Linked DNA regions of Sus scrofa: all the other regions are linked to region 3. A link is a contact called in public HiChIP or PLAC-seq data. All regions are on one chromosome and are shown on one strand. Each heading gives the region's core, a stretch centred on a gene start, on an enhancer-like site or on the middle of the called end of the contact. The rest is flanking DNA. Distances are from core to core; before and after follow the strand shown.

What was found. HiChIP or PLAC-seq counts read pairs in DNA pulled down with a chosen protein or histone mark.
Region 1: an H3K27ac HiChIP or PLAC-seq map of alveolar macrophages shows a contact between it and region 3. The contact joins two enhancer-like sites. A contact is called at or near these places in 2 of 47 Hi-C or Micro-C datasets (embryonic fibroblasts and fetal heart ventricle) and 1 of 2 datasets of contacts at active chromatin or transcription factors (alveolar macrophages).
Region 2: an H3K27ac HiChIP or PLAC-seq map of alveolar macrophages shows a contact between it and region 3. The contact joins two enhancer-like sites. A contact is called at or near these places in 8 of 47 Hi-C or Micro-C datasets (alveolar macrophages, fetal heart ventricle, fetal skeletal muscle and 5 more) and 1 of 2 datasets of contacts at active chromatin or transcription factors (alveolar macrophages).
Region 4: an H3K27ac HiChIP or PLAC-seq map of alveolar macrophages shows a contact between it and region 3. The contact joins two enhancer-like sites. A contact is called at or near these places in 5 of 47 Hi-C or Micro-C datasets (embryonic fibroblasts, fetal skeletal muscle, skeletal muscle and 1 more) and 1 of 2 datasets of contacts at active chromatin or transcription factors (alveolar macrophages).
Region 5: a contact with region 3 is called in an H3K27ac HiChIP or PLAC-seq map of alveolar macrophages. The contact joins two enhancer-like sites. A contact is called at or near these places in 1 of 47 Hi-C or Micro-C datasets (embryonic fibroblasts) and 1 of 2 datasets of contacts at active chromatin or transcription factors (alveolar macrophages).
Region 6: a contact with region 3 is called in an H3K27ac HiChIP or PLAC-seq map of alveolar macrophages. The contact joins two enhancer-like sites. A contact is called at or near these places in 2 of 47 Hi-C or Micro-C datasets (embryonic fibroblasts and skeletal muscle) and 1 of 2 datasets of contacts at active chromatin or transcription factors (alveolar macrophages).

What each region holds. Positions count from the first base shown.
Region 1 is chr14:100,305,734-100,310,431 of Sscrofa11.1, reverse strand. No RefSeq gene overlaps it. Among named protein-coding and RNA genes, the nearest start is that of RNLS, 300 kb to the left of the region's middle. Within about 2 kb of position 2,436, at least 7 of the 83 cell types and tissues checked have an H3K27ac peak or open chromatin away from gene starts, as enhancers often do. A contact at or near this core is called in alveolar macrophages, where this site is marked.
Region 2 is chr14:100,863,292-100,868,431 of Sscrofa11.1, reverse strand. It overlaps ACTA2 (actin, alpha 2, smooth muscle, aorta), which reads left to right. Exons shown (of 9, transcript NM_001164650.1): 9 at 1-137. The coding sequence ends at 136. Among named protein-coding and RNA genes, the nearest start is that of ACTA2, 21 kb to the left of the region's middle. Within about 2 kb of position 2,166, at least 16 of the 83 cell types and tissues checked have an H3K27ac peak or open chromatin away from gene starts, as enhancers often do. A contact at or near this core is called in alveolar macrophages, where this site is marked.
Region 3 is chr14:100,576,531-100,581,045 of Sscrofa11.1, reverse strand. The region is part of intron 4 of RNLS (renalase); the gene reads left to right. Among named protein-coding and RNA genes, the nearest start is that of RNLS, 26 kb to the left of the region's middle. Within about 2 kb of position 1,870, at least 5 of the 83 cell types and tissues checked have an H3K27ac peak or open chromatin away from gene starts, as enhancers often do. A contact at or near this core is called in alveolar macrophages, where this site is marked.
Region 4 is chr14:100,148,010-100,152,597 of Sscrofa11.1, reverse strand. No RefSeq gene overlaps it. Among named protein-coding and RNA genes, the nearest start is that of PTEN, 220 kb to the right of the region's middle. Within about 2 kb of position 2,192, at least 7 of the 83 cell types and tissues checked have an H3K27ac peak or open chromatin away from gene starts, as enhancers often do. A contact at or near this core is called in alveolar macrophages, where this site is marked.
Region 5 is chr14:100,261,772-100,266,674 of Sscrofa11.1, reverse strand. No RefSeq gene overlaps it. Among named protein-coding and RNA genes, the nearest start is that of PTEN, 330 kb to the right of the region's middle. Within about 2 kb of position 1,649, at least 10 of the 83 cell types and tissues checked have an H3K27ac peak or open chromatin away from gene starts, as enhancers often do. A contact at or near this core is called in alveolar macrophages, where this site is marked.
Region 6 is chr14:100,189,042-100,193,575 of Sscrofa11.1, reverse strand. No RefSeq gene overlaps it. Among named protein-coding and RNA genes, the nearest start is that of PTEN, 260 kb to the right of the region's middle. Within about 2 kb of position 2,680, at least 4 of the 83 cell types and tissues checked have an H3K27ac peak or open chromatin away from gene starts, as enhancers often do. A contact at or near this core is called in alveolar macrophages, where this site is marked.

The DNA.
Region 1 (4,698 bases), core at 1,187-3,686, 270 kb after region 3:
TTTCAAAGCATACTTGCCTGTCTGGAATAGTTCTGTGATATGCTGTTAAGACAGAAAACCCAAAATATGTAACACTAAGACCAGAATATAGTATAATCTCCATTCTATAAAAACATAAGGTGCATGTAATGTGTATTTATATATATGTGTATGTGTGTGTGTATACACATATATATTTTTTTCATACATATATATATCTATTTTCCTTTAGTTTTCATGTATATATATATATGAAAACTAAAGAAAAATAGATCAACATTTTAAGTTCTCAAGGTAGTGGGATTTTGAGTGATTTTTATACTTTTTCTGTGGTTTTATTTTTGTATTTTTATACTTTTACTATATTTTTATAAGGAACAAATAGGCTGCCATTCGACCTTGTTTTAAGGTGCTTCAGAGAGCAGAACCAAGACCAGTAGCATTAGGAAAGCTAAACTGAAGCTAATGACCAAAAGAAATTTCTAACCAGCAGAACTTTCCAATGGGCAGCAGACCTCTGGGGGCTTCTCTCTGCCATCCCAGGAAGTGATCCAGCAGAGTCTGGGTGATTACTAACTAGAATAGTCCACAGTGGGGAGAGGTCACAGGAACTGTGCTTCCCAACCCTGGCTGAGCCATTGCCACCTGGAGGAAGGCAAGAGAGGTGGGGGTTGAGGTGGGAGAATGCAGATTCCATACACCCCCATCTACCGGAATTGAACCTCCAGGGCTGAAGTCTAGGAATTTGCAATTTATTTAAATTTTCCCAGAGAACTCAGAGGCGTTTAGATAATTTCTGCATTGGAGAATGCATAAATTAGAAGATTTAGGGGTGTACCCAGTGGGGGCACTTGAAGCAAGTCAGAGACTCAGAGTCTGGAGATTGACTATTTCCATATAAAACCAAGGAGAATAGTACGGATACAAAGGGAAGTGTGCTGGTGGGACTAGGATGGAGAATGGAGTCACTTGAAGATAGGCACTGTGCACTGTTTAATAATCTAGGCATTTAACCTCTAGTCTAGGGGCCCCTCAGATTGTAACCCAAATAAAAGAATGTTCTTGTTTTTAGAAAATACATTCTGGGAGTTCCCGTAGTGGCTCAGCAGAAACAAATCTGACTAGTAACCATAAGGTTGTGGGTTCCATCCCTGGCCCCACTCAGTGAGTTAAGGATCCAGTGTTGCCATGAGCTGTGGTGTAGGTCACAGACATGGCTCAGATATGGTGTTGCTGTGGCTGTGGTGTAGGCCAGTAGCTACAGCTCTGATTCAACCCCTAGCCTGGGAACTTCCACATGCTGTGGGTGCCGCCCTAAAAAGCAAAAAAAAAAAAAAAAAAAAGCTGAAGTATTTAGTAGTAAAGGGGCATTTTGTCTACAACTAACTCTCAGATGGTTTAGAAGAAAAAAAATAGATAAGGAGATGAGAAATGCAAATGTGGCTAAACTAGAAATTTAAATAAAAGATAAAGAGACATCTTTGTCCTATTTTTTCATCTTCTCTGTAAGCTTGAAATTTTAGTGAAATAAAATGTTTCTCTCCAAAAGAACACAATTTTTTTTTTTTGTTTTTTTAGAGCCATACTAGCAGCATATAGAGGTTCCCAGGCTAGGGGGTTGAATCGGAGCTGCAACTGCCAGCCTACACCACAGCCACAGCAATGCTGGATCCTTAACCCACTGAGCGAGGCCATGAATTGAAGCTGCATCCTCATGGATACTGGTCAGATTCATTTCTGCTGAGCCATGACAGGAACTCCAATAAGACAATTGAAGACAAATCAAACACAATGGTAATCTCTAGGCCACTTGAATTTAAATCACTAGGTATACTTTTTCATTCATTCATTTATCCAGCCAACATTGATCAAGTGTCTATTCTGTACCAGGGTCTCCATTCAAAACACTTGGGATATATCAAAGATCAAAACACTTCCCTGTTCTCACACTGGTCAAATTAGAATTTCATAATATAAAATGCAAATCTGGTGGCCCTGAGACTGGATACATTAGAATTTCTGGAGAAAGGCCCAGGGATCCATATTATATAAAATTTCCTAGGATGCTGCTTATATATGCTAATGCTTTGCTGTTGTTTGAAATATGGGCTTTGACCTATAAGTGGCTCATAATAGCAATTTAGAGAGCTGAGAATTTTTTAAATTAAAATAGCAAAGAATGGGAAAAGAACAGAAAAAGAAAATAACATGGTGACATATAGGTATTGTTTCATAAAACTTTTGTTTCAGTGCCCTAGGACACTAAGTAAACTGGATTTCATATAGAAATCCACTGCCAGAAAATATGTAAAACATATCACTCCTCTTTCCTGTCTAGCCCCTATACCTAACAGTTCTCCCTTAGTTCAAATCTGGGGCTGCTAAGAGGCTGGGACACATCCGCCACCGTAAGAAGCAACAGGCTGTTCTGGGAATTTGACTAACTGGTCATATTCCTGACGTAACAGCACTTCCTTTTCCTTCTGTGTCGAGCCTAGATTGCATTCTCCCACAGATGGCAATGTCTTCAGCACACATCACATCATTTTCTTTGACAGACCCGACATAGCTCAGCACACTGTCTGTCCTGGCACTCTGTGGCAGAGATGGAGCAGCACACAGAAAGGAACTTCTAGAACCAAATGCTTCCATTTGGTGAGATACTTTTTGAGGGAATGAGAGCACAGGACATGTTGCAACCAGTTTTTCAGGCCACGATGCTAGGTGTTTAATTCAGGCCCCTCATGTATGGTTGAAATCCTAGGCAACTCATACTTTCTGACCCAGATGAGAGATAACGGTTGTCTTAAATCATAATGAAACAGGATGGGGTTAGCAAACCCACATGAAACACGCTGAGGAGTCCTCCTGGGAAACCCAAGAGCCTGCTGAGCTGACCAGTCCTGGGATGCTCCAGCAGTTGACCTGTGAGCTGGCCACACAAGTTTGCTGTCATTAAGAAGAGAAATCCAAAGGCTGGTTCAGCATAAATGGTCCCCTGGCTGCATTGAGGGCGGTGGCAAGTGAGTCATAAGCAGTTCAGGAAAGTAACGACGCACCCCAGAGGCCTAAGAAGTGCTGCTTTCATCTCTGTCTCATAGCAAGAGGAGTATCTCTTAAGGAACTGAAAATGGAATTACTCAAACTAAAAACTGCTGACCTCACCAGGACAATTCCTTTCCTAACCTGAGCCTTGGAAGCCCCCCCCCTCCCCAAATAAATTTGCTCATCAGAAAAGGGCAGAATTAGATACTCTCAGATGTACTCAGGGACATATTCAGAGCATTAGAAGCCAACCCTTCTCCACCTCAAACCAAAGCACTGAAGTGCTTGATTCTGTGCAGTTGTGGTAGAAATGCCCTCTATCAAAGGCAAGCTCCAATACCACAAGCCAAAGATAAATAACAGAGGAAATCATTGAGACCATGACCTCTTGGTGACCCCCGGGAGCTAAATCTTTGCTAGACCTCAGACTATCAAACAGGCCACCAGCCCGCCAGCAGCAGTTTATGTATGAACAGCCTGGAAGCCATCTCTGCCTGCAGAAGACTGGCTCTCTAGAAGCTTGAGAAGAGAAATCCCAAAGGAATTTCTTGTTCTCTTCCCCAAAGCAGGGGTTTGTTGTTTGGGAGAAGAATCCCCTTCTGAAAAATGAGCTCATTCCTGGGACGCTGCCAGGGTCATCCAGAAAAGGTATTTGCCTGGGAGTTGGGATGGTGTCTATTTCCCATCCAGTGGTGAGATAATTAGGATTTGAAAAATGTGTTCTTTGGATAACCAACAACAACAAAAAAATGAACTGGTAGGATCTCACAAGGGCCTTCTCCCTGCTGTAAATTTTAGTAATGGATGCAAATCAGCAAACATTACAGAGTATTTCCTATCTGACAAGCATTGTACAAAGTTCTCTGAGGATGCTGAACAGAACCAGACTCAAGTTGCTCCTAGAAGGAAACACCGAGTAGATGGAAACATGGAGTCCCCTCTTGAGACAGTGTCATAGCCAGGAAAGAGACCTGGCCACCACTTCTGCTTTAGGAACCCTGGAGGCATAGGACAGCAACTGAGGCTGAAGGAAGCCAGTATCTAAAGCAGGGAGTGGCCTCAAATTGCTCTTGGAGTGTCCGGCCTGAAGACAGGCAAAGTCAGCTAAATCCTCAGGGGAAACACACACACACACACACACACACACACACACACACACACACACACAAAGGTATAGAAAGAAGCTGGAAGATAAACCTGACCCTCAGTCTAATAGGAAGGTGATCTTGACCACAGGAAGGATACAGACAGATCTAATTCACATCTCCTGGCTGTAAGAATCACCAAGCAGTACAAAGGTAAATGATAGAGATTATATATGTAGACATAGATGTCATTATTTTGTTTTAGTTTTTTACCCTTCTCCCCTCTTTTGTCTTTTTAGGGCTGTACCCACGGCATATGGACCTTCTCAGGCTAGGGGCTGAATTGGAGCTGTAGCTGCTGGCCTATACCACAGCCATAGCAACTCAGGATCCCAACCTTGTCTGCAGCCTACACCATAGCTCACGGCAACACCAGATCCTTAACCCACTGAGCAAGGCCAGGGATCGAACCCACATCCTCAAGGATACTAGTCAGGTTTGTTAACCACTGAGCCATGACAGTAGCTCCCCTTCTCTCCTCTTGTCAAAGAAATCATCTCTCTCCCAGAACCTAAAATGCCTCTAAGTT
Region 2 (5,140 bases), core at 917-3,416, 290 kb before region 3:
CCCTCCTGAGCGCAAATACTCCGTCTGGATTGGTGGCTCCATCCTGGCCTCTCTGTCCACCTTCCAGCAAATGTGGATCAGCAAACAGGAGTACGACGAAGCCGGGCCGTCCATTGTCCACCGCAAATGCTTCTAAAACACTTACCCTGCTCGCTGTCTGTCTCTAGCACACACTGTGAATGTTTTGTGGAATAATGCCTTCAATTCTTTTCCAAATCATTCCTAGCCAAAGCTCTGACTCGTTACCTTATGTGTTTTTTAATAAATCTGAAATATGTTACCTGTAATTTGCAGCTTTGGTCTCTGTTGGGTTGACCTCACCCGTTACAGAGTGGCTCCCTCTAGTGGTGCAGCCGAGGATATGACAACCAGGACGTGTAAGTTTCCCAGGAAAGGGTAGACTCACATTAACACTGGAAGTTCCACATAAATGCTTTTAAGTGGGAAGAATTTGAAGATACACCGGAGATGAATATAAACATGGATTAAAGTGTATCAGTAAGAGAGTCCACACTGAATTCCAACTTGCGGAATCATTATACAACTCTACTCTCTTATAACCTCGGTTCTGGTAGCCTGATGGCTGAAAGCAAACAGGTGTGTGTGTGTATATTGCACATACACATATATCATATTTTGTAATATATTAACACATAACTTTTAACTTATGTATTAAACTTAATAAATATATATTAAAAGGTGGTATGACTTTCAGGTTTACCAGAGGACAAAAACAGAAAGAAATACTGCTCTAAAATCTCACTACACATCTAGATCATGTTTCCCTTTTGATCAATATTTGTCTCTGAAAACAATACTACAAATACATTCACAACAGGAGGGACGGGAAAAATAACAATACTTCCCAAGGACCACTGGTGTCAATCATCATGTATTTACAGGTATCCTCACTCATTTGTTCATCAGAAATACATGTGGAAAATATTATCCTGTCCATTTTATAGATAAATGGGAGTTGTTCCCTTAATACCATCATACAGGAGAGCTGCCACCCTTTGTTTCTCTTTTACCCATGTGGCTTGTAGGAGATACAAATACATATAAAAACTCCTCTCTGTCCCTAAACAGAGACAGAGACTCCTGTCCTTAGTCTCAAGGCAGTGTTCTGTCCAGACTGTTGAGTGTCCTCAGCAGCTCCCAGGCTGGGTACCACTTGTTCTCCTGGGTACAAACATCTGGATGGGGTAATCAACCACCGATTGTCCTTGGGAGTGAGAGGATCTCCATTCACGTCGACATCTCACTGCAGAGACCTCAGGGCCCAAGATTTAATGGCTATTTGGTCCAGAAAACCCAAGCTCCCCTGGTCTTCTCTGCCCTGTAGCTTGAGGTAATTAGGATGATTATTGCAAATAATATGAGCTGTCATGTGCTGGGCACCTGTCATGACCAGATCCTGCCAAGCCCTTTCTATTAGGATCTCATTTCATCCCACAACAGCCCTATGGAGTGGATGTTCTCACTCTCTCTCTCTCTCTCTTTTTTTTTTCCTCACAGTTGGAGCAACTGAGGCTACCCAGGTTAAGGAATATACCCAATGTCATTCCACTGACAGAGGTGAGACTTGAGCTGCAAATCCATACTTTTAGCTTTTAAGCCAGCATTTCTCAAAGAATAGTCCACACAGATCAACCTCTTTGGGGGCTCACTTTAAATAGGCAGATTTCTGAAAAACCCAAGGGCTGCTGAGCTACAACATCTGTTGATGTGGCTGCAAACCTGAGCTTTAATCAGATTTCTCTGGTGATTTTTTTTTGGTCACTTCCATGGCATGCAGAAGTTCCTGGGTCAAGGACTGACCCCGCGCCACAGCTGTAATCAGAGCCACAGCCATGACAACACCAGAACCTTAAGCTGCTGAGTCAGGAGGGAATTCTGGTAATTGTCTGGCACATCAAAATTTAAGAATCTCTGTAACATGCTATGATTGAAATGCTCCAGTTGTGAATTTTTGCTTACCAGGCAAGGCACTCAATACCTCCTGGACTGAAATTTAAGGATTAGACACTTGGGAATGGATCACTTTGAAAATTTAGGCAAAACTCACCAAGCATTCCCAGAGTCATTGCAAGGTTTAGGACAAGTGAACCAAGTTGGCTGTACTTCATATTCACCACCAGAGGGCGCGAGCTCTCCGCTAAAGGAAAGGGCTTTTAGACCAGTTTCTCAATCTGGAAACTGGCAGGGCCAGAGGCAAAAATCAGGGAAACCAGAACCATCCACTGAACATGCATGATTGAAATGTTCTTTGTGAGCACTCAGCCACAGGGCCTAAGCACTTCCTCCAGCGTAGATCAGTAACTCCTGGCCTTGATCTCACAAGATTCGCATGACTTGAAGGGCTGGACTTGGTGGCAGAGTCCCATTATCCAGGCTCATATGAATCTCCCGAGGAGAAAAAACCCACAGCAGACAGGTTTGGCTGCTTCCTCAGTCCTCTTCTCGCCTTAACGATAGCAAACCAAACACTAAGAGCCTTCTTCTATGACAGCCAATTTTCCCACCACGGGCTTTTGCAGCCCCTGAGGATGACATGGGATTTTAATAACATTGATCCACATCATGCAGCCTTTGCACAGGAGGAAGCATGACTTTTTAAATAAATGAATAATTCTCTGTTGTCTTTCTGATCTCATTTGTGCATTCATGCTAAGCTTGGGTATTTTTAGCAGGATTTCAAAGAACAGCCTGGAGAAGAATTTGCATTTCCTGTGAGGGATGGGGGCGTTGTCTGGGCCAGCATACTCACAGAGTGACCACAAGCCACTGCAGCAACTAAGCTTATACAAAAAGCCAGGAGAGAGAGAGAGAGAGCGAGAAAAAGAGAGAGAGAGAGACGGAGGGAATGGGATTGCTAGGGATGTAGTTCTTCTGTATCAGAGTGTAAAAACCAGATGTTTAAGTAATATTTGTTCCTGGGTGAGCCAAGCCAATTTAGAAAACATTTGAAAGGCACTTTCCAGATTTACAAAGAACAAGGTTCTGGCTGGATCAAACTTACTGTCTATGAGGAAATGGACATTAAACAAATAGGTAGAGTACACTAAGAGGATTACGAAAGTGGAAATACATGGGTTATAAGCTCTTATGACCTTGGGGAGGCTTCCTTGAGAAGGTGGAGTTTAAGAAGAGCCTTAAAGGAGTTCCCATTGTGGCTCAGTGGTTAACGAATCCGAATAGGAACCATGAGGTTGCGGGTTTGATCCCTGGCCTTGCTCAGGATCCGGCGTTACTTTGGGCTGTGATGTAGGTTGCAGTCGAGGCTCGGATTCCGCATTGCTGTGGCTCTGGTGTAGGCTGGTGGCTATGGCTCCAATTTGACCCTTAGCCTGGGAACCTCCATATGCCGTGGGAGCGGCCCAAGAAACAGCAAAAAAAGACAAAAAAAAAAAAAAAAAAAGAGGCCTAAAGAGTCACAGTTAACTGGGAAAAAAATGGGGGGGGGGGTGAGGGTGTTGAGACTGGAGAAGAGGAAGTAGCATGAACAGGAATGTGCTCCAGGCAGAGGCCCAGAGATGGGAGAGGACGCATGTGTAGAAAAGAGAACCCCAAAGAACTGGGCCACACATAGACTTTAGAAGTATGACTCTAGTTGACTCAGTTTTCCAAAGCAGAGCTCATAGCGTTTTCTCTGTGAAATGTCTGCCTTGAAATCCGTCACCCATTACAAGCAATTAAGGCAACCCTGAATGAGAAGTTGGTAGCTCTGAGTCATTTGCCCTTGGCAAACATTTCCTCTTGCAGATTAATTCAATTCTTCATCTCCATTTCATAAAGGTATCTGGGAAACAAAGACCCTAAAACTACCGACTTTCACTATGCTCTGTCCTGATGGCTCCATCTAGTCCAGACTTCTGTTCTTCTTGTGGTAACTTCATGCCCCCTTAAAGATGGAAGGGAGATGTGCTCTCACGGCACAGTGGGTCTAGGTTCTGGCTTTGTCACCGCAGTGGCTTGGGTCACTGTTGTGGCAGATAAGGAAACAGGCTCCTCTGTAGTTTGGTTAATGACAATTTTCAGAGGCCTAAATAAAGCTCAAAGTCCGTAAGTAGGTTTCTTCTCATTGGAGAAAAACCACTGTCGTCACACCAAATCAAAAGCTAATCTTTTTTACATTCTACATTCTTCTTAGATCATATCTTATATTTCTTTCCCTATGCATTTTGTTTTGAAACTTATTCCTCGGTCCTTTCATTGGATCACTTCTCTCCCCCCCCATATTTATTTATTTATTTATTTATTATTTTTTAGGGCTACACCCGAGGCAGAAGGAAGGTCCTTGGCTAAGGGTCGAATCGGAGCTGCAGCTGCTGGCCTACGCCACAGCCACAGCAATGGAGGATCTGAGCCACATCTGTGACCCACACTGCAGCTCACGGCAACACTGGCTCCTTAACCCAGTGAGCGAGGCCAGGGATCGAACCTGTGTCTTCAAGGATGCTAGCCACGCTTGTTACCGCCGAGCCGCCACAGGAACTTCCTTCCCCTTAGATCTTTGTACATGTGCTACAATGTAAAACGCCTTAAGAAGTGGCCTGAAATCATTTAGCGTCATCCTTACTTTACAAAATAGCATCCCTACCCGGACAAAAATGTATTAAGCAGGTGGCTTGTCGTCTCCAAATTAAAGCCAGTCCTCGTTGTTAAAAACAGAAAAAGTTTGTGATTTCAGATGTGTCTTCTAATGTGGTCTTCTCCCTTTTGAATGTATAACCACTGCATTTACTGAAAAGCAAAAGTAGCATTTGAGAGCACCATTACTGTGGCTCTAGTGGGTTTCTCTCACTTCTGTATTTCTAATCCTACCCAGTCCAAAGTGTGGACCATCTTTGATGAGGTCCTGCTTAGTAATGTTTTTGTCAGCTGCCCCCAAGTAACCAGAGCCAAGCTGTTAGAAAACAAATTTCTTAAAAAAAAGAGAGACATTTTGGATATTGATGGTCTTCACAATAAACAAGCTAAAGTCTTCTAAGAACAAAGAGCTGAAAGTTTACCTCTCTCCTTTTATCTTTGCCAAATACATGACATTTCTCAGGCATCCTCTTCACAGAAGATGTCTTTCACTAGGAAATTCTGCAAGACATGCTAGAGGAGCAACATCTGCTTTCCACATTTGGGA
Region 3 (4,515 bases), core at 621-3,120:
ACGTGGGAGCACTGGGATACAGGTTCAATCCCCGGCCCAGCAGAATGGGTTAAGGATGGTGTTTTTGCAGCTGCAGCTTAGGTTGCAGCTATGGCTCGGATCCTCACCACAACAGTAACCAGAGCCACAGCAGGGACAATACTGGATCCTTAACCCACAAGCCACTAGGGAACTCCTGTTTTGTGTTTTTTAAGATGGGCTGTATTATAACATGTTTGTGTGCTGATGGAAAGAATCTAATAGGAAGGGAGACATTGATGCTGTAGATTAAGACTGGATAGTTATAGGAGTCATGATCTTGAGTAGGAGGTAGAGGCTGAGGCTATAGATGGGAGCTAGACAGTTCTCCCCATGAAACAGGAGGGAAGGTGGTGCATGTGAGCAGAGGTGGGGACGGGATGATATCTTTGGAAATGAAAGCCTGTGGAAATCCCTTTCCAAGGATTCATTTTCTCAGTGAAACAAGACACAATATAATCAGCCAAGACTAAGGAGGGGCAGGAGGTTTTGAAGTTTTAAATGGAGAGAAGAGGTGTGAGTAATCACCCAAGGGAGTGACTTGAGCAGGATGAGGTAGGGTAGCTAGGTAGCACTAAGATCCACTTGAAGTTAGTAATTACGAGTTTAAAATGAGACCCAGTCAATATTTCCCTCTAGAACTTGATCTCTTCTAAGCACATTAGATATTTTAAATATTTGAGACAATGGAAAATGACTAAAATGAGTGAATACTGAATTTATGCTGCTTTGCTACCTAAGATTTTTTTTTTCAATTTACTACTGAAATGTTTTTAATTGGAATGTTTTATACCTGATTTTGTTAGAATTAAGGCCTTTGGATAAGAACATAGAATAGCTCACTCTGGTTCAACTTTTCTTTTTTTTTTTTTTTTTTTTTTCTTGATTTTTTGAGTAAGCTTTTTTTTTTTTTTTTATTTTATTTTTTATTTTCCCACTGTACAGCAAGGGGGTCAGGTTATCCTTACACGTATACATTGCAATTACAGTTTTTCCCCCACCCTTTCTTCTGTTGCAACATGAGTATCTAGACATAGTTCTCAATGCTGGTTCAACTTTTCTGATCAAAGTAACCAAAATGAACAAGAATCTTTAGTGCCTTTGTTTTGGTTGATGATGCTGCTGAATATGGGAAAAGGATGTAAAAATGACAACTAGTTTGAATCTCTTTCTAAATATATTATTTTCATAAAAAGGGAAATAAGAAGTAAATGGTAGGATGTAATAGTCATTCTCTAGAAATTTCTGAAATTCTGAACTATGCTTAATCATTCATTCAGCCATTTATTAATTTAATAAGCATTTTCTGAGCATCTCTTCTCTCATCAATCACAGGAAGAGCTACACTGAATATAGCATGATTCCTACCTGAATATACCTGAATTCCTACCTGCATTACAGACATTCAGACATTACACTACTTTTAGAGGAGGTGTACATAATTTATATTACAGTATAAAAAGATATACTCAAGCTAATATATTTAGAGAACATAGTTCCTATGTGGTACCACATAGACTTAGCACTGATAAAGAGAGAATGTTATAAAATCAGTAAAATAAAAAAATTCAAGCTCATGATTAAATTCAATATGTTATATACAAAATCTGTTTCACAGCAAACAGCGTGCTCATGGAGACTTTTTTGTCATGAGTACAGTTCTGTGCTTCCTAAAATCTTAATTAGAAATGACCAATTCTTAAAGAATTACTAGTTCTCAAGATTGTTACACTTCCCTTTTTCAAGACCAGTTGGGGCTTTTGAAGAGTTAACAGTTTCATAAATCTGGCCTATGATTCATTCTTCTGTTGAAGCCAGGCTTGGTGCCCACAGGCTGTAGGACACACAGATGAACAGCATGTGGCAGTGTTTAAATGCTATTCTGAAAGCTGATGTCACAGGCCTAAGACAATTTAGAACACTTCTCTGCAATGATTTCAAGTGCATCTTGGGATTATATTTTTCTTTTATATTTCTATGTGTCATGCTTTGTTTGCCAAACAGAATATAGAAAATGAATAGGCATTTTTCTGGCACAATTCTTAGTAGATAAATTGTCAGAATGAACTCTACTGCTTAAGAAAAACACAGTTTAGTCACTGAATGTGGCTGCATGTAGGTTGTTACTGTGGGAAATTTTGGTTTGGCCAAAGTGTTATTTTCTTTTAAAATTCTGATAGACCAAGGTTTTTTTTTTTTTTTTTTGTTTTCATAATACTCCCACTCCACACACACACCCCCAAAAGAGCAAGCTATCCTATTACCGAGGCTTTTCTCGTATGAATATAGTTGCACGAATCTAACAAAATTGTGAATTTATTTTGTTGTGACTTTAAATTAGAGATTTTATTTGAATAAAAGAGAATTAATCTTTTGATTCGTTTTTTACTTTCATAGAGAATTTTCTTTCAGTTAGATTTTTTTTCCATTTACAATGGAGTGAATTTTAAGCCATCCTCAAAATACAGATATGTTTGTGTGCGTTTCCTCCTCATTGTCTTTAACATTTTAAGGTAATTATGCTCTTAGTGATTAAAATCTTTATATAGTAATATAATAGGGGAAAACATCTATGAACATGCAGTAGTCATTATCAGACAGTTGATGTATAAATATCTTTCTAGTTTGTGACTGTTGACCTTACACATGAATGTTCTCACTACTCTTTTTTATTTACTGTCATCACAAAGACTTTGCTTTGAGAGAATGTGATTTCTTATTGCCTCCATTACCAATTGCTTTCCATTTGTTTAACATACACATACATCTAATGAGTACTCACCATATTCCAGGAATTGTCCCAGATTCTGAGATCATCTAGGTTAATGAGCCCTAGCCCCACTTCTTAAGGAGCTTATAGTGGGAAGATTTGTTGGTTGCATTTCTCTTTTAGTTGCTTCTGAAATATGTTGTTTTGTATGCAGTTGGGCTTAAGAGCAACTACTAGTCATTTCTTCTGCCCTTCTTCCTAATCCTGGCTCTGCTGCTTATTATCTGTGTGTCCTTGGGCACATTACTTAACCTCTCTGACTCCTTGATTTCTTCTCAGTACAGTTGAGGTGGTAAGTCCTACCGTATCAGGGCATTTGAGAGATTAAAATAAATAATGTATTAAAACACCTGATAAATTGCTGGCACATGATCAGTGGTCAATGAAAGAAGCTGCTGCTGCTGCTGTTTAGCTTGTATTTGTCACATGTCTGGCCCTTCTTGCTAAGGTTTAGTTCCTTTTCATTCCCTTGCTGTTATGCATTCTTCAAACACATTGGGAATTTAAAATAGAGTAAATAGCAAGAGCTTCAATTTATGAGCATCTTTTATGTGGTAGATATTTTACATGTCTTGTCAGTAATCCTCAAAACAACCCCAAAAGTATACTTACTATATAGGGCAAGACCAGGGAGATAAAAATTACTTTCTAAAGCTATGAAACTACCTACTAGAAGACCGAAAATACAGAGTCCAAAGCTTATCATCTTTTTACTGCCACACATTCTTTCCAAGATTCCTTCTAATTCTAAATTCTTTAAAAATTTTTTTGAAAAGGGATGTGCATTATGACCAGAAGCAGAAGAAGTGTTCATTCGAACACAATCTCAAACACTCAAAATCTGGATGCTCGATGATGTCATTAAGAAGCTAACATATAGTGACCTGCATAAGTGTGACTGATAATCCATGGACAGACCAAAGTTACCAAAATAGTTCATGGATCTGGCCACCTGCATCATTTGTTTTTTCTGTATCATCTGAAATTAGAATTCTTTTTAATAGGGGATTATGTTAGGGCGAGTGTTTCCCTTCATTAGGCTTTCGGAAATATTTTAAAAATTTTTGTAAAAGTTTATCACTGATTTTTCTTAAAAGATTTGTTTTTTCTGTTTTGACTTTTCTTTAATCATAGGTGGTAAACATGGACAATCTGTCCTTGCTTTGGTGGAGAAGTTCTCTGTCTTTATTCTTATGTTGTGGTTCTCTGGTAGCCTGAGGACATCAGGCATAAAGAGATGATAGTTAAGGAGATGTACAGCAGACCCATGTGACTCAGTTGCTGAGCCATTGCCTACTGAGTTCAGTGTAGCAAGAGTTCCTCATTTAGAAAGAGGAACTTATGGGTATGTATTTTCCATGGAGAAACTGAACAAACTATTAAATTAAATTAGAATAATTAGAATTCTATGTAGAATTCTCAATATCAGCTTCTAAATGGTTACTTTGGGCAAATGCCGTCTGGACTTCATTTTCCTCCTCTGTAAAATGAGACCATTGAATTTTAGAACCCCAAGATCCCTTCTCGGTCTAAAATCTAAAATGATTCTGTGAAAAGTCAGGCATGTGTGTGTGTGAGATCTCTCTTTGAAGTGTAAGTTATTTGCACATAAGTTTATAGACTATAGATGTCAGAAAGTGCGTTTAGAAAAAGTAAATGTGGGTGAGTGTGAGAGAAATATTTCATTGTTGTTTACAAACACCTTCGTTAACAAACTTGCATCTTTC
Region 4 (4,588 bases), core at 943-3,442, 430 kb after region 3:
CCATTTACCATCTCAGAGTAGAGCAATAAGTAGATAATGAGGGGACCTCTGGAAACATAATGCCAGCTCTGATATTCTGTGGATTCCTCCTTTGGACGACACATGGGGATGGCACACAAAAGTTCCCACTGGCCATTCCTTGGAGAAATCACTTTCAAAGGAGGAGAAAGTGCTGTTCAAACATCATTGCCTTCTAAGGAAAGTGGCACTTAATAAATAAGAAATGCTCTGGGTCCAAGGGGTACCTTGATGGGTTTGAATATGCAAAATGGGCTGGGAGAAAAGTGAGGGAAGGGAGGCTGGGGCAGAGTTGAGTTGCTCTGCCTAAATAATAAGAATTGGAATTTGTGAGGCGAACCCAGGAAGGAGGGGATGAGAAAAAGCGGGGTCATCAGAATGAGTAACTCTGGGGCTCTCTGTGGGTGGAAGGCCAGTCAAAAAAGCCCAGGGTGTCCAGAACTTGGATGTCTATTTCCAAGATGTAGTTGTGTCCTGTTGCAATAAAAGCCCTTCCCTCTTTCTCTCTGATCTGCTGTAAAATCTCTTCTACAGTCTTCCACATGTGAGTAGGGGGGTTTGTGTGTTTATTTGTTTGTGTTGGTAGAATTCGGGGATGAGGCTCAATTTCAGGCCTGAGGCCAAGGTGGAATAGAATAACTTAAAGAGCAGAGCCACAAAGTAAGAAAGAAAAAGCCAGAAGCCAGGGGTAACCCCCAAAGAATTTGGAGAAATCACTGGACATTCACAGGGCACTGGACTGCTGATTCAAGCTCATCTTTTCTAGATATCAATGGAAAGGAAGACTCCATACAGGTGATAGGGATGGGATGGGGGGGCAGGAGGGCGGGGTCATGTGCGTGCACAGGACTGGAATAAAAAAAAAAATGAAAAGACTGAGAGGGAATGTTTGACCAAGTCTAGGCTCGGATACAGGGGGAGCCTGGCTAATAGTGACCTGGTGCCTCCCACAACCTCAGGGCTCTTCCTTAAAAGAAGCTGAACAAGTGGAGTGTTGGCTGCTGGCTGGGACATGAAAAGTCATCATCAGAAGAGGAAGCTGCTGGCTTGGGGTGGGGGTGGGGTGAGGTGGGGTATGTGTGTGTGTGTGTTCAGGCCAAGTGCTCTCTCCGGTGAGGACAACTGACCGGGAGAGTTTGATCAGATGAGGTATGAATTCCTCTTGATGGTTCAATGCTTTTACATTGAATATTTGGAAACATCTCAAAACCATGGTACCTCAAGATGGAAGACAGTTTTTCTTTATAACTGGAGCCCCTGTGAAAGCTATTAAAGGATATGTGAATATACATTAGGAAAAAACTTCACTACGAAAGGGAGAGAACAGGGTTGGATGGTGAGAAAAACCAAATTCCTGGCACCTAAAATATCATCCCATAGAAAGATGGATGCTAGCCATGGAAATATAGACCCTCCAGTAGGATAGGTTGTTATCTGGAAGGTAACAGGGAAGGAGAAGGAGTCCAGCACAGCCTCAGACAGATCCCCCTGGGCAATTTGACTTCTACCTTTCCATGTTTTGTGACTAAAGTTTCAGTTGTTTCTCCCTCATATATTTACTGAACACCAAATCAGGCACTTTTCAGGCATCCTGAGATGAAACAAACAGACAAGGCCATGCTCATAGAGACTTAAATCAGGCAATAAACAAGGGAAATGATGAATGAGATCACTCATCACTCATCATGATGAATAAGCTTGTTTTAGACACTTAAATAGCCTGTGAGTAAAATAATGCAAAGAACAGTGATGAAGAATGACTTGGTGTAGGGATGCTTTAGAGAGAAGGGTCAAACCAGGCCTTTCTGAGGAAAATTCATTTGAGCTAAAATATGGGCGATGAGAAGGAGCCAGCCCTGAGAAGATGCTGGAGAAAGGCATTCTGAGCCAAGAGAAAGAAGTGCAAAGGGTCTGGGGAGAGCAGAGGGGCCCCGCTGGCCTGGAGCTGGAGGATCCTGACTGGAGATGGGGGAAGAGGGGTGGGCAGGTCCCACGGGACTTTGGGAAGCTAAAGTGAAGAAAATCAAAGTGGGCAGCCATCTGGCACACTGTCCTGAGAAGGAGTCTCCTGAGCCGGAGAGGCCATTTCTCCAAGAAGAGAAACATGGAGCAAGTGAGCTCAGCCCACAGAGAGGCAGCCCCAGGAGCAGCACTTACAGCGAAGAGCCACCAGATGGCTCCATGGGAAGACTGCCCAAGGCCTCCTGCCCTCGCTGATGCCTTTCCTGTCCAAGGTAGAAGCACTTACTCCCACCGAACGAAAGCTTCTTCAGCAAACAGCCACTTTCCTTTGCTATTTTTTTTAACAAAAGGAACCAATAACAACCAGCACAGTAGGGTGGCCCAGGTGACTTCACATCTTTGCATCTTAATGGCTGGAAGAGGCATCTCCTACTAGCCAGGGGCTCCTCAGTGATTCACTTCCAAGCTCCCATTTTTTTTCAAAGCACTCTCTCTACCCCAACTGAGTAGATAGCCCTCCTTTCCAGATAGTCTTAGGGAAAAGGGAACCCCAGGAGCCCAGGCCACAGGCCAAACCCCAACTCTCCCAGGAGCAGACTTGCCCAGGAAGTAATGGTTCTGAGACTGAAGGACCTCAGGTGATGGTGTGTAAGAGCATGTGAAGCTAAAGGAGGCTGAGGAGCAGAATGAAAAAGGCAGGCAAGATGTTTGCTATTTTCACCAAGATTTCTTTGCAATGGTATTTTTTTTTTTTAATAAAGGCAAGAATTTCTCCAGACCTCCTAACATGCACCAGCCCTAGAAACAGAGCTGTGAAGGAAGAGACTTCAGTGACAAGCATGCAGGTGGCACCAGGAAGCAAAGGTCTACAGGACTTATCAGTGAGTCAGCTGAATCCTTTAAGGAGCCACAGGGCTCAGGGCCCTCTCGGGAGCTCTGACGGATTGAAAGGGAAAAAATAGTCAGCCTCTATCTCTGGAGAGCTTTCAATCTAAAGCTGGCATGGGAATTCTTGACAAATGAAATTCTTTTTTCTTTTTTAGCCATCTATTGGAACTAGCCTCTCCTTTCCTTGAATTCCAATAGTCTATGGTATGTATTATAGTGCTCGAAGTTGACCTATGTCCCTCACTAGATGGGAGCTCCCTGAGTCTAGGTCCATGAGTCAATCCACATATGTGTCCCCCAGCACCTCCCACAGAGACTAGAAGATATATAGATATTGATAGACAGAGAAAGATGACAATATTGTTCTCAACTCTGCTCTCTGCCTCTCCCTGACACAGGAGCGCGCGCGCACACACACACACACACACACACACACACACACACACACACTTAAAGGATATACACATTATGATCTAGCAATTCATTTTCATAACACCCACTGGGGCAAATTCAAGGTAAAGAAATGACCCTGGAATGTGAAACTGTAAGACGACTTTTCTATCTGCCTAAACAAACAAACAAAACAGCCAGGAAGGGCTCTTGATTAACTGCTTTCAGCAACTAGGAAGAAGAGAGGCTTGCTGTGCTAGTCCATCATGTTTTTATGAAAGGTCATGGGTGCAACACTGGGAAGGATGCTCCTCTAAATACAGCTCACAAACTGTCCCTGTTGAAGAAATGCTCTTCTTGCCCCTGCTTTGCTGGCAGTACAGGGTGTTTGGGGCAAGACTGGCACCCCAAAGAGCATGGTGTAGTGAGTTTAAGAACTACCACTGGCTAAATCTCCCTATGGTCTTGCTCTGACGGCATATCACCCAAGGCACCACCCCTTTAAATGGCTCCTGCTGCCTACATGGTCAGAATAATCCATTGGTCTAGAAGTCAGACCCTTCCCAGCTTAAACATCAGCCTTGGGAAAACTTCCCTGGATTCCCTCACACCCAGTAGCATCCACCATCACGTTTCCATAGCACTCTGAACTTCCAGCCCTTCACACCCTGATAATTGCTTAATTGAATTGGAATTAAATATTTGTTTAGTGTCACCAGAGCAAAACTGCTAAGCCCTGTGTGTATAGGGACCAGGTCTTTTTGTTCAAGCACTCAAATACTGGCTGGCACGGAGGAAGTCCTCATGAATATTTATGACTCATTCAGTGACTGACTGACTTGATACTCTGGTCCCAGTTTACCTTTTCTGCTTCCTCTCCTGATTCCTCCAGGCACACATCTATATTCCATCTAAATCCACTATTCCCTGACATCTGAATTTACTTGCCTATCTCTGTGACTTTGTTCACGCAATTCCTTCCTCTTGGATAACAGGTATTATTTCCATCCAATTTAAAAACAATCAGAGTCAGAGAAGACAGGAGAAGTTTTTTACTGCGATACAGTTTCGCATGCCATACAATTCACCAGTGAGTTCTAGTATACTCACAAGGTGTACAGCACCACCACTAATTCCAGAACATTTCCATCACCCCAGAAGGAAACCCCTTACCCATTAGTCATCACTGCCTATTCTCCTCCTCCCCCAGCTCCTGTCAATCATGAATCTACATTTTGTCTTCATGGATTTGCCTATCCTAGATACTTTGTTTAAAAGATTATACAGTATGTGGCCTTTTGTGTCTGGCTTCTTTCACTTAGCATCCTAC
Region 5 (4,903 bases), core at 400-2,899, 310 kb after region 3:
GTGGCTGAGGCATAGGCCAGCAGCTGCAGCTCCAATTTGACCCAGCCTGGGAACTCCCATATGTCCCTAAAAAGCAAAAAAAAAAAAAAAAAACATTTAAGAATTAAAAATTAAAAATGGGAGTTCCTATCCAGGCACAGATGAAACGAATCCAACTAGGAACCATGAGGTTGTGGGTTCAAATCCTGGCCTTGCTTAGTGGGTTAAGGATCCTGGCCATGCTGTGAGCTGTGGTATAGGTCGCAGGCGAGGTTCAGATCCTGTGTTGCTGTGGCTGTGGCCTAGGCCGACAGCTGTAGTTCTTATTGGACCCCTAGCCTGGTAACCTCCACATGCTGTGGCTGCAGCCCTAAAAAGCAAAATAAATAATAAATAAATAAATATTTTAAAAAATTAGGCGTTCCCGTCGTGGCTCAGTGGTTAACAAATCCGACTAGGAACCATGTGGTTGCGGGTTTGAACCCTGGCCTTGCTCAGTGGGTTAAGGATCCGGCATTGCCACGAGCTATGTGTAGGTCTCAGACGTGGCTCGGATCCCACATTGCTGTGGCTCTGGCGTAGGCGGGCAGCTACAGCTCTGATTACACCCCTAGCCTGGGAATCTCCATATGCTGCAAGTGCAGCCCTAGAAAAATACAAAAAAAAAAAAAAAAAAAGAAATGAAAAGTGAAAACAACAACAACAAAATGTAGTTTTAAGAGAGTGATGGTGACAAAAGCCAGGGTTTAGAAGATATGGGTGGGGGTACAGTGAGTAGACACTGAGAAAAGAGGTGGCAGCAGTATAGATACATCCTTATGGAAGCTGGGTCATTGTAGAAAACCACTAAGATGTAGAGGCAGTGTGTTATCATAGCATAACCTAGTCTTATTCTTGCTACAGACAGTGAAAGAGAAAAAAGTCAGGAAAAAAAGTGGGAAAAGAGAGGAACTAAGTCGAAGCAAATTTCTCTAATTTTTGTTTTGGTTTTTCATAGTTTTAGATCAAATGAGACCCAAGCATGTTAGTTAGGAAAACAGAAAGAGTCAGTAGAAAGGAAAACCTTGCAAATGAAAAAGCAGTGTCCTAAAAAGAGCAGGAAATACAGCAGTGTTCAAGCCCAGCGGTGGGTCTCTGCCTTTCTTCCAAGACAGGAGTGAAAATCTGGACCCAGAATGAATACCTGCAGTTTGGGTTAGAGAAGGAAATTGAGGGGGCCCACCCTCATTGGCTCATGCACTTGACTTCTGAGAAAGGCAAGGGGAGGCTGGAGTTTGGAATCCTGGGAACAGAGCAATTTCAAGGGATGACGAGTGTCTAGGACTGAAATAACCATGCATGCAACCATCGCCTTTGTGTATCAACCTCCTGGCAGCTGTCCATGTAGAATGACTGGCAAGCACGGCAACTGACTGCATTGCATTCTTTTGGTTTAAATTTGATAGGCATTTCTTGGACAGAATCATCATTATTTTAAAAGGATAGTCATACCCAGGAAGGGTTAAAATTCATTTTTCAAGTTCTAGCCCAGTTCCCAACCCTTACTGTTTCCCCAAGTCCTTTAACAAAATTTGTTATCCCATTGACAGGCCAGTGTTGGTCCCCTCCACAGAACAACACATGCTGTGCTCTCTCTCTGAGTGTACTCATGATGAACTTCAAGCCACACATCTGCTGCAGAGAAGGAACTCTTATTCCCAAATGGCTGACATCAGCTGAAGATTCTGGGTTCATCTCTACTGTAGCGTATTTTTATTAGATAGACTGCTGGAGAATCAGAGGAATAAATTTAGTTACTATGTCTATACCTCATTACAATGCATCCCCAACTATTGTTCTTTTCATCAGCTTAATGTTATTCTGAGACTCTGTTTCTAAAAAGTGAATATCTGGATTAAAACCAACGTCCCATCCTCATTTACTGCCAAGCCATTGCTATATCTGTGCTAAGGATGTATTATTGTGATGTCACCACCCCAAGCCTCTTTCTTTGATTTAAAGCAGTGGTTGGCAAAGATTTTGTGTAAAGGCCCAGAGAGTAAATATTTTAGGCTTTGTGAGACACATGCTCTCTGCTGCAATTAGTCAGTTGTCATTGTAACACGAAAGCAGCCAGAGATGATACCTAAACGAATGAACATGGTCGTGTTCCAATAAAACTTTATTTACAAAAACAGGCAGTAGGTTGGATTTAGCCCATAGGCTATTCTTTGCCAACCTGGGATTGGCAAGAAGACTTCAGGTGAACTGATAGCTAAAAAACAGTATCTTTTCATGTGCTCATCTCCTAGAAGGGAAAAAAAAAAAAAACACCACTAAAACATTTTTCTTGGACATTTTATTTCATTTGTAGCCAACAGTATGGCATTTCCCCCATTCTAATACATGGCATCTTAAGTTTTTAGATTCCTTTCCCACAAAAAGTTGACAACAGCAGTAGAATTTAACTCAGGGAAGAGAGGGTTAAGTGGTTCAAAATTGAAGGGTGAAAGTATCACTTATCTGCAAACACAGCCTCCTCTTTAGAAACTGATTTACCCAGACATTGAGTTGATTATAAGAGATGTAGAGTAAAAACAAATTTGCTGACCTTCATTTCAGAGATCAAAGGTTAAATTCATACCCTGTAGGATGGTTCTGTTAAATCACTCCCAAGCTGCCTGGTGACATATTTTTGAAAAATATTTCTCTCCAACTTTATCAAGTGTTCTTTGTGTTCTGGAAACATGATTTGAAGTCCCAGCTGGAGCTGGGACCTTATGAGTCTTAGATAGCTGAAATTCTTCTTCAACTATATCCAGAGACATGTGGTTAGTTGGGAGAGACATTAATTGCAGGGATATTAATACCTCTGAGTCTAGTTTTATTTATCAAAGATTGATATTCTGTCTTTCTAGTTGTTGAAGACTGAAATTAAAATTTTGCACTGGATAACAAGGGGTTGTATAAACTGTGCACAGATAAAGAGCTGAAATTGTCCACTTTGATGTCCTTGACATTGGGCTGGATAAACATGTCTTAAATTATAATGTCTGTTGATGACTGAGTGTTCCTAACTTCTTTGCCTCTAAGCACTGCTTCGGCACAGAATCCCAACAGTTCCAAAATTAGGAAAACTTTGTGCACAAATTAGTTAAATTCAAAACCTTTATTTTAAAAAAGGCAAAGTTTTTGTCTCTTCAATTATGAATTCATACAAAACCTTTACAGAATTCATTTTATGACAAAGTTTTGTCAGTCATAGTGAGATGAAAAAAGTTAGAACACCAGTGTAAGTATTTTATATAGCTAAATGCATTTAGAGGACCTTTCTTTAGTCTATTTTTATATTAATTAATTGATTTTTAATGATTTTTAATTATATAATTAGTTAATTCATAGAATAATGACAAATTATTAGCAACCTTATATTGGTCCCAAGTTGTTTTCAATTACAATTGCTGTGTTCCGAGTTGTGGTCCTCCAAAATTCATATGTTTAGGCCCTAACCCCCAAATTAGAAATATTATTTGGGAGGTTTTTATAAAATAACTGAGTTAAGTTAGGGCGTGAGGATGGGGCAGTCATGATGGGATCAGTAGGTATAGGAAAAAAAGAAGAGAGATTTCTGGAAACCAGGAACAAGACCTTCACCAGGAACCAAACTAGCTGGTATCTTAATCTTGAACTCCCATGCCTTCAGAACTGAGAGAAATAATTATCTATTGTCTAAGCAAAATACGGACCTATGATATTTTGTTATGGCAGCTCCAGCTGACGAATACATCAATTCTATAATTTAATGAGTAGGGAACTAAAAATATAGAAGGATGTTATTAAAACTTTAATTTCTAATATTCGCTGGCTCTATAGAGAGTATCAAATTTGGATTTTCTTCCCTACAAAGTTCAGAGGTTATATCATTGCTGGCTGATCTCTAAGAATCTGGAATGTGAAAACTAAGCTGAATAACTTTTGGTCTTTGGGGAGCATGTTGTGGACACTCAGAAAGAGATTTTATCCTTGATGTAGTAGGAGACAGGTATCAAGATACCTGATTCATTGGAAGAAGAAACTGAGAATTGATTTTTCCAGCTGTGAGAGAGATGAAAATTAAATCCAAATGTCCTGACATTCCACTTATATACCACACACTTCCTATTGTAGCATGAAGCAAGCCAACAACAATTTAGTAAATGAAATTTCCGGTCAGATACCCATTAGGTTACTTTAGGTATGTTCTTTATCCTCTTCAAGGCATGACTACTTAATCTACAAATGGGGATAACAATATATCCAATCTCATAGGATGGTTAGGAATTAGAGATAATGCATGTAACACATTTAATTACTGGCATAAAATAAGTGCTCAATAAACATTTTGTGCTGTTATTTGAATTATGTGTTAAAAAGAGATAAAATAGATGATTTCATTCATGGAATTACTTTCCCAAATTTTGAAGCTAAAATAGAAAATAAAATTACCTAGGTCTTTATCAACTGAAGTCAGTCAAATGGTTGAAAACCTTCCACCCGAGATGTTGCTACTGTGTGTATATGTGTGTGTAATCGCAAAAGATGATTTAAAAAATTGCTAAACTATTTTATTGAGAGGCAGAGAAATATCAAATGGGATCTTGACCTCAAATGTTCACCAGCTAAAAAGCCACTGCAGTGATGCCTTGAAAAGACTTGATTACCCCCTGAGGCTTTGGCCTCAATCCCCTGACTACTGGTCATAGATCCCCAGACCTATGTGCTTATGAAGATTTATTTGCCTGGATAGGGAGGGCTAAAAGGCCCCATCTCTCCTCAAATATCTCCTAAGCAGCAGATGGCCCATTGTTAGCAGTTTTAGCCACAGAGAGCACCAAGTGAGAGAAGCAGTACAGAATATAACCAAAAGGACCAGGATTCCCACATAGAAATCAAGCATTTGTTTTTT
Region 6 (4,534 bases), core at 1,431-3,930, 390 kb after region 3:
TATCTCAGTAGAGCTATTTTTAAAGTGAATTGCTGACTATAAAATCTTGCAAAAGGTGAGATATCATATCATTCTGTTTATATTGATAATAAACTATTTCACTCTTTTGTTCAAAATATAAAAGCACAAATAGACTCGGTGAGGACCTAGCATTTTTTTCCCCATAAGTGATATACCTGAGAGTTAAGGTATAGTCTCTGAAATATCTGTTTTGTTCACCTGACCTTTTGGATTAGTTCTTATCCTATAAGTAAAGTTAATTTGAATGAGATGTAGTATGACTCTGGATTTTTTTTATTAAAGCCTCTTCCCTCTCCCTTTGTTCATTCATTTGGCATTTTTAGTAGCAAGTCCTACTATGTGTTAGGTCCTAGAAATAAACATGAATCCCTAAGTGACTCAGATCTTCCTTAGATGAATTTCAGGTATAAATCTCTAGGAAGTATGAGTTTTGATGCTTCTTTGATTTGCAATCCCATAATATCTCCATGATCCCCAAATCTAGTCAGTCCCCAGCGAAACATCACAACTAACTGAGAGGCCAGCCCACTTCTGGAAAGCTGGTCCATGGAGTGGGTAGCCTTGATCAGAGGAGAATGCTGAGAAGTGAGCAAGAGCTACTTTCAGTTGTTGTATTCTCCAGTATTTTTCCATGGAGCACCCAGAACTGTGTTATTCAAAGTATTGCTCAGACCAGCAGCATCAGTATCACCTGGCAGCTTGTAGGAAATACAGAATCTTATTCTCCACCCAAGACCTATTAAATTAGAATCAGCTTTTTAAAAAGATCCTCAAGTGATTCATATGCTCATTAACGTTTGAAGAGCTGTGAGCTAGGAAATATTGTACACGAGCATGCCTGAAACACCTGGCACTTTACCCACCACCATAACCACATCTTTCAGAGCCCTGGATGAACAATGCCAAACATAAGAAGCCACCACTTGACACAGAGGCACATCCCATTGGCCAGTAGGTAGAGATGGTCTTGATGATGCTGAGCAGATGTTCAGCATATTTGTTGAGCAGGCAGAGACCACTGCTGTTCTCCTCACCAAGCCTGTCAGGTTCAATAACTCTTTTCCAATGACTCATCTCTTCACACACATGTGTTGTAATTTTCTTTAAAGACCAGCTTGTCAGCAGCATTCAAAGCTGGGTGTTTTTCCTTTGTTGCAAAACTTCATCCGTATTCCTGGAAACATCCCCCAGCTCAAATTCAACTCAAGTCTTCCTGACACCATCTCATTCATCCACTCATTCACTTGAAAAGTACTTTCTGAGCACTGACTATGCGCCAGGCACTGCCAGCATCTGCATTTTCCATTCAGTGACCACTATGTAAACCACTTAGTTTCCACATCTTACAGAAGACAGGAAATTTATTTTTGAAGTATGAAATACAACTTCTATCCTTAATGAACTAATGCTATAATTGAAAAGGCAAGGTTTAAAATTTTGAAGTTTATGGAAAACAAATTTTTAAGAACTCAAAAAGGTGATACGTGCTGTACTAGAACCAGGGCTGGATGGTCCTCAGTCAGAAGATCTGGGACCAGGTTCTGGTTCCTCCATTAATCTACTTCAACCTTTTTGACACGCTATTTTGCCTTTCTACAATTTTCTCAACTACTTTAAAAAAACAAGATATTAGACTATCTGATCTTAAAAAATAATTCTTCCTTGTCTCCAGTATCCAAATACCCAAGGATGCATCCTGAACTACGTATATAAACTCTGATCGACTTCAAGGTAAGAAAGCATGGAGTCAACAGGCAATGGTATTTGTCATGATTAAGAGTTCTGGTTTTGATAGCAGACAAATCTATATGCAAATCCTTGATGCGATATAAACTTAATACTCTTGAGGCCTTAGACAAGTCACTCAATCTCTTTGATCCTCATGATCCTCAGTTTTCTCATTAGTTACGTGGGGATGATAATAGAACCTCCCCATAGACTTATTATGAGAATTAAATGTAATTCATGTAAAGCCCTTAGCACAGTGTCCAATGTAAATGGTGTGCTGATAGATGACAATGATGGTGTTGGTGGTGATGATAGCAGTATTCTCAGGGTCTTTTAAAGCACACAGCCTTTCCAATAAGGATAAACTTCAATACTAAATTGGAAGAATTGATAGGATATGGAATAAATTACAAAGAAACTGACCCGCTGACAGCAGAGAAGATGAAGGAAAGAATAATACAAGTAGGGAAGATGGGAATGCAGTAACCATTTGCAGGTAAGTGAATGGACAACTTTGTGGACCAGAATGGATGGGAAAGGAAAAACTTGGTTTGATAGAAAGCGTTGGACATGATGAAGCAGCACTTGAGTGTGGTGGCTCTGGCATCTCTGTGCAAAGGGGAGTTGAGAGACTGAAGGAAGGGAGACCAGCCAGGTGTCTACTGGGTCCTCACTTCTGGGCAAAATGTCACGAGCTGGACAACAGGGCAAAAAGTCAGGGAGAAAAAAGCAATCCTCTGGAGCTCAACAAGTGTCTCTTCAAAGACCCTCCCCAAGAAATTCCTCTTGGCCTCCTACACACACATGTTTAGCATTTCTTCCCACCCCAATTAAAGCTGAAAGAAACACATGACCTTGCCCATGTGTATGAAGGAGAAGCTGAGATCACATCCTGTCTCTGAGTTCTGAGTCAGAGAATCCCGGAAGAGCATATTGAGAGTTACTAAATAGACCATGTCCCTTTCAGCCTGCCTGTAGTCAGAGATCTGGTTGGATAAGAATAGGACCCAAGCCCTCCAGGCATGGCAGGGCCTCTGCAGCACCATGTGGTTGCTATTACTGACTCTAAATAAAGAGCCAAGCACTTGTATAGGCTCTGTCCCTCTTCATCTCCTTCGTGGTCTGCACCCCAGGGCTGTCCAGGAAGAACAGAATCTGCCCAGTGGAGCCATCCAAGGCAACTACTGTTCCCCAGAGCCACCATAGATGTGGAATTAGGAAATAATTTGGCTTAATTACAGACCAGATTAACCAGAACTTTGCTCCTGGGGCTGTCACTGGTTGTCCCTTGGCATGCTTCACTTGGGCTCAGTGCACTCTTGGGTATAAGCTCTTCTCTACAGCTCCCTGGATGGTAAACATGGCCCTGGCTGTGTATGAGAAACAAAGAAGCTGTCATGGGATATACAGAGCTGTGCCAGGTGAGGTGGACATCAGTGGGAGGACTGGTCAGCATTCCTCCAGCACATGACCACACTCCCACAAGTCCATGGCAGGACTCAAGCTTGACTTTCTCTCCCACAGTCCCAGTCATCTTCTGTCCAAAAAAAACAAAGATAAAAACAAAAGATGTGATGGGAGATGGAAATGGAAGTAAGCTTTCAAAGCAGCACGTGTGGCATGTCCCCCAAGGCCATAACCAGGTAAAGAATTGAGGCAGTTATGCAAGTAACGAACAGAATGGTTGCGTTGAGACTCTCACAGGAAGAGTCTCCTCAATTCTTTTCTTTCTTAGCCTTAACTCATGTATTCAGTGAGCAATTACTGAGTACTGACTGTATCACGGCTTTAGGTATTTTGAAGGATTCCACAAAGTCCCTAGTATTCTCTGCAGTAGGTGTGACATAGGGAGAAAGAGAAGACATCCCCAAGACAATGACATTTGAGTGGGATCATGGGTGATGAGTAAGGTGCCCCAGCCAGAAGGGGAGTCAGGCCAGGTGGAGAGGACTGCACAGTGAAAGGCCTGATGGGAGATAGCTCATTCCTTTAGTGACAGGAGAGGGGAGAATCCGCTGCTGCTTATAGAGCCCAGCAATCCAATACTCCTAGTGAGTGGAGCTCAATCCTTCTAAATCCTGTCTCAGTCTCCCTTCTCCCCACTAATGTTCCTGAAGGTATCTCCCATATAGGGAGTAACCAGTTATCCTGGAAGTGAGGATCTCTTTGTTGCTAAATGGCTTTCTCTATTTGTTCTTTGCTGATCCCACCCCTCCCTAAGTCACAGCACCAACGCTAACACTAAATGCACTAAACCTTCAGCACTAACATCAGCTGAAACTGAGACTTTATTTTCTAGATAGAAACGGGCTTGATGGTACAACTCAGAAATATGCAAAATGGTGTGATCAGGGCCGGAAGGTCCACAGCCATGTCCAATACGCTTCCTCAAGAAGTGTGGTAAGGAGTTCCCGTTGTGGCTCAGTGGGTTATGAACCTGACTAGTATCCATGAGAATGCAGGTTCAACCCCTGGCCTTGCTCAGTGGTTTAAGAATCTAGCATTGCCACAAGCTGGAGCATAGGTTGCAGATGGGCTCGAATCTGGCATTTCTGTGGCTGGCAGCTACAGCTCCAATTCGACTCCTAGCCTGGAAACCTCTCTATGCCACATGGCACAGGTACATCCCTAAAAAGGAAAAAAAAAAAGGCATGGAAAAGTCGGGGGGCTATCATCCTTCTAGAGCAGCTCCATTTCTGTCCCTCTTTTGAATTCTGCTTCCATGTAAGAATCCTCAAGGCATGGGAGGGGCTGAGAACCTACTGCATCTCCTCCTCTAAGGCAT